Regions from separate parts of the Gossypium arboreum genome. Here region 2 is linked to region 1. Evidence: chromatin contacts called from public Hi-C data. All regions are on one chromosome and are shown on one strand. The core of a region is the stretch at or near the end of the contact, and the rest is flanking DNA. Distances in the headings are between cores, read along the strand shown. Region 1 holds the start of LOC108486325 (eukaryotic translation initiation factor 3 subunit D-like). Region 2 holds the start of LOC108485426 (VQ motif-containing protein 4).

What was found. A called contact is a pair of places that touch in the nucleus more often than the background predicts.
Region 2: a Hi-C map of leaf shows a contact between it and region 1, with 4 times the contacts expected there. The contact joins the promoter of LOC108485426 here to the promoter of LOC108486325 in region 1. A contact is called at or near these places in 2 of 5 Hi-C or Micro-C datasets (both in leaf).

The regions. Positions count from the first base shown.
Region 1 is chr6:46,570,173-46,572,872 of ASM2569848v2, reverse strand. LOC108486325 (eukaryotic translation initiation factor 3 subunit D-like) reads right to left here and starts at 1,261. Exons shown (of 2, transcript XM_017790321.2): 1 at 1-1,261. The coding sequence starts at 1,077.
Region 2 is chr6:46,987,353-46,990,052 of ASM2569848v2, reverse strand. It overlaps LOC108485426 (VQ motif-containing protein 4), which reads right to left and starts at 1,347. Exons shown (of 1, transcript XM_017789263.2): 1 at 205-1,347. The coding sequence starts at 1,156. The coding sequence ends at 419.

The DNA.
Region 1 (2,700 bases), core at 12-2,511:
ATTGGCAAATGGGTTCAGCTCATCAAAACTAACCTTATTCCCATCCCTAACCAAAACCTGCTGTGAAAAATTCTGATTTATGTAAGCTGCTTCAACACTCAATGAATAAGCAGAGTTAATATCATCTTTAGCTTCAGGCAATGGCTCCTGAGAGGTCTCGTGGACCGATAGCAAATCTAACTGTGACCCATCTCTTTTGTCGAAAAATAGTTTATTCCCAACACGTTGAATCACAATGTCCCAAGAATAAACTGACCTGGGTGCACACATTAACGTTGCCAGAATCGTATCAGTGGCGAAAACAGTTGCTTTGTCCTCATTTGCCAATCTTCGGATCACCGGGTCGTCAGTCGTGGTGACTTTAAAGAAGTTTCTGTTCTTGAACCTCTCGAGTCTCCGTTCGTTCTTCGGGGTAATTCGATCAAAGGACCGATCGTAATACTCTAAAGCACCGCAGAGAAGTAAATCTTCAGGTTCTGGAACGGAAAAGGATAATTTGGAGAATGTTGAGAAAGGGATTTGATCCAGCATGTTCCACTCTGGTTGGATATCGACGGAGGATTTGAAAATCGCAGCTTCACGACGTTGCTGGTTCTGGTTCGATCGGTTGAGATTATAAAGACGGTCACGTCGGGCTCGTTCTTTTTCAGCTTCTCTTTTACGGGCCTCAACTTCTTCATCTCGCCGTTGAGGAAGTTGAGGTCGGTGTTGGTTGAAGCGCCACTTGGGGCCAAATTTAGGTCGAGTAGGCGGCTTTGCGTCGACTAAACGAAAGGAAGAATCGTCTTCGGGGTTTGCAAGAGGGAAAGTATCGAGGTCGAGCGAGAAATCGAAGGGGGACTCTGAGGAGGCTGCGCCAGGCTTCCCTGAAGAAGGGCGGTTAGATGGATTGGCATTTGCAAAAGATCGGGTGAAGTCGGCGATTCGGCCGAGTTTTTCAGAGCGGGAGAAGGGAGCGAAAGGAACGTGAAGAGGGAGAGTGGTGGTGGTGGACGGCGCGGTGGCGGTGGTGGAGTCGGGCGGACCCCAGCCGTCAGGATTAAACGGAACGGCGCCTACTTCGAAAACTCCTACCATTGTCGACGGATCTCTAGATTTTTCTTGCAGTGGAGCCGAAGTGTATAAAGAGTAAAACAGTGTAAGAAGATAAAAGAAAACCCTAGACCGGCGGAGGGGATTGTCTTAAATGACAGGTTTACCATAGGAATTTGGGCCCTTTGTTTAGATTAATATGAGAACTCGGATCTCTAATTGGGCCTCCACTATCTGAGTGCTACTCATATAAATATATTTTAAGTGGGAAAGAATCTGCTTGCACTAATGCAAAACTTAAAAGCGGTTTTATATTTAATTTTTAAGTAACATTTTACTATTAAAATTTAAATATTAATTACTTAGATTAAGAGCTTAGCTTTGTAAGTGGCTTATATTAATAATTTTTTTAATGTTATGGCAATAGTTTTGTCAATGCAACATTTAGACAATAGTTGAACATGGTTCGCAAAGGTGTGTCGAGAAGCACTAAACAAGGTTGAGACGATAGTTGGATGTGGTTCACACTAGTACACGAAAATCTATTAAAGAAGATGTAAAAAGTTAGGTAGGGTTTCAACGGTGTGTTAAGTGCTTGGAGTTTTCTTAAAAACGAAGAGGGTTATACAGAGGAGCTTGATATGGCTTTCACTAAATAGGTATCGTATAATGTAAGACCATATAGTGCTCTACTAGGATGTGATTCGATATACAACTTGGCCCTACTCTTATAGAATCAACAATTGTAACATCTCTTACACGAGTCAAATCAATAACTCGAGCAAAAGATGTCACATTTCAATATTAATATATTACTTAAGTTCCATTATTATCTTTAAAATACCTCAATACATCCTTCAAAACATCATGTAACTCATCCATGTTCAATCACTAATCATTAACCATACAATCTTCAAGACATTCCCACTTCAACAGAACTTGTTTTCAAGGCATTTTACTATCTATTTAACACCTTCCTTATATAAGTACATGCCACATTATTGTCCATAAATTGAAATTCATACTTTTCCATCTTACCGTGTTGATGCAATGTGATTCGGTAAGCCACTCACGAACACTTTCCACACGATCACTTTCAGCACACTCTTTTTAGCTAGATTTCACTCCCTTTGCTACTTTTCTATTCCTTTCACACTTTTATCACTTTCTTTCCTTTGTCTACAGTACTTTCATCACTTTCTTATCTTTGGTTTCTATATAAACTGTAGCATCCCTATTTTGGCGGGTCTTAAGTTTTGGCGCATAGACTGAGAGTAATATATGTGGCGTAGTTCTATCCCCCCAATAGTTTCTTTTAGGCCTATAGAATGGGCGCATAAAAAAATTTGATATATTAGGTAAATAATGACCTTAAAATGTGTTGAGTTGTAAAGAGAAAGAGCTCGGTAAAAGTATTGAAGAAATTGCAAGTTGGGTTAACACCAAAGATATTGTACGCCAAGTTTGGTTGAAATTATTGTGCTAGTTACGTTGTAAACATTCTAGTTAGGGATCAATTGAGTAGATGAGTTTGGTATAAATAAATTTATTGGATGATCCTTTATGTTCTTCTCAAGGGTCGTAGACTAAAATAAGGACAATTCTGAAAGATTGTGACACATGTCAAGTTCCATAACAAGGATATAGGTTGTATATATATGTATTCAT
Region 2 (2,700 bases), core at 98-2,597, 420 kb before region 1:
AAATATTTTCAAAATACAAATTCCTCCTTATAACACATCATCCAAAAGAAAATTAAGAAAAACTAGTAATAGTCACTTTTTTTTCTTGGCCATTAATAGTCACTCATTGATTCCAATTCAAATCAGTCATCTATTTGCGCAATAATCACTTTAATTTCTCAAATTACCAAAATTTAAATTCCTCATTTGACTAAGATAAATAAATTGTTTTTAACTAGAATCATACTTTTAAAATTTCCCAGCATCCAAACATCGCAGAAGAAGTAAAAAAGCAAAGATTTCCTCTTGAAGTATCCAAGATTACAAATCATTTCTCGGCCCTTTTTTTAACATTCCTCATCTTCAGTGCCCAACAATATATAAAAAAAATCTTACAACATCATCAAAAGAAGACAAAAATAAAAATGATTTGTTTTTCTTAGTTTGAAGAAGTAGAAGAACCTGAAACTCTAGGTGAAGTAACTGGAAAAAGAGGGAGAAGCCTAGGCTCAGTATCTCGTGGTGTAGAGGCCGGCGATGGATGCAAATAAAAACCCTTTTCTTTAATTGCTTTCTCTTCAGCTTCCTTGTCTAAGTTGGCGATATTATTAATACAATCGGCGTGGTTTCCAGGTCCAGATCGATCAAAGGGATCGGATATCAAGGGAGTAACCGGGCTAAGAGTCAAAGACGGGAAGTCAAGAATGCTAGGGGAGAGTATTTCGGGTTTTCGGGGCGAAAATCCTGAATTGTTAGAGTTGAAAACCGGGTTCAAGGGGTTGATCTTGAGGTTCTTGAGAGAGCTCCTTCGCTCGTAAAGTCTAAACCCAGAGTTTTGCTTATTTTTGGGGATGGACTTGATCGGCGGGATGTGGGTTTTGAGGTTGGGATCGGAGTGAGGGGAGGAAGTTGAGTTAATGGAAGAAGCAAGCTTGGCGGTCTCGGAGGATCCGGTGAGCATCTGGACGACTTGCTTGAAAGACGAAGTGTCGGCTTGGACGAAAGTTGTCGGGTAAGGATTGGCGGATTCGGATCTGGTGATGAGTTTGGGTTGCTGGGGCAGCGGAGTCGGGGGTGGTGGGGCGGTGGTGTTGCTACTGATGCTGCTGTTGGGACTGTGGGTTTTGGGAGAAGGAAGGAAATTGGGATTTGGGCTCAGCCATGTAGAGGTTTCCATTTAGGGCTACCTTTTCTTTTGTGTTGATTTTCTTGTTTCTGTTTGGATGCTTGGGAAAAGGGGAAAAAAGGTTAAAATGAAAGGAAATGGAGGAGACAGGGATATAGAGGTTTTGGTTTGGTAAGAAATGTTTTGGTGGATTGCGAGCTTTTGGGTTCGGCTGTCGTTTTTGTTTTGTCTAAACCGTGTATTTATTTAATTATCAAGGTAGTATTTGGAAAGTAATCTGCATATGGATGTAAATATTTGAATAATATGATTGGGTAATTATTGGAATTTATGGGTTTTATTGAATTGTAACTTAACTTTTAAAGGAGGGTCAGAATTGAAATACTTAGGAAGGTAATTTATATTTAATTTTAATTTTAAAAATTATTTTATATAAATTTAAATTATAAATTTTATATTATAAGTATAAGCATCAATGAGTGTGTTGAATGTTTATGGTAAAAGGTTTATTATATTATAAATTCTAAAAGGTATATCTTGAAAATAATTTATAAAGTAAAACAAAAATATATTTTTAAATTTAAAATTTTAAAATTATGATAAAAGTTTATTATAAAAATAATTTATATTTTATAAAAGTGTTATAATATATTTATTTATAAAAAAGTGTATACTTTTTTTATTATAACATTTATAAAAAGATAATTTTCTAAAATTATGGGAAAAATATTTATTTATAAAAAGTGTTACAAAAGTTATCAATACTTTATAAATTTTTTTATAGAGGTTATATATTATAAATTTTATATTATTTTGACTTATTTTAACTTAATTTACATATTATAAGAAAATGTTATAATCTAGCATATTTCTTTGTTCAAATTAAGTTTATATAAATTTTTATTATTAAGGCTACAGACTATTTGCATTGTAAACTTAAATATTTTATGATAAATGTTAATAATACAAATACAAAAGTTTTGTTAATGATACAAATACAAAAATTTTTCTTACATCATATTATGGGATATGATATTCTTTAAGAAAATGGAGCATAAAAAAAGATGGATCGTACTAGCATATTGCATACTTCATAGCGTCACTCATAGGTGGATTCGGAATGATCCATACTTCAAATAATATATAGAATAAAGAGATTTTTATCATCTTAATTATACAAATTCAAAATCAGATGACGATAAACTCGGTCAATGACCAACATTTGATGAAAAGGAGCATATGTTAAATATTAAAATCGAATAACCCAACAAATATGAAACACTAGAACAATTAGATAAAATTATATATGATGTTTATTTTTCTTGTTATTTTTATTAGAAATCGTATTCTAAATTACTTTTTGGACTAACATAATACATATGATAATTTAATTTGAATTTTTGTTTTTTTAGAAATTCTTTTATCATGACAATATTTTTATAGTAATTATTATATTTTAAAAATACAAGTTATATAATTGTGTAATTACAATTTGTCCTGTCAAATGTGACATATAGAATTACAATGTAATTGCACTATATCAACGAAACAGATCTAAAGAATTACAATAAAATAAGTTAAAATTTACTATTAGA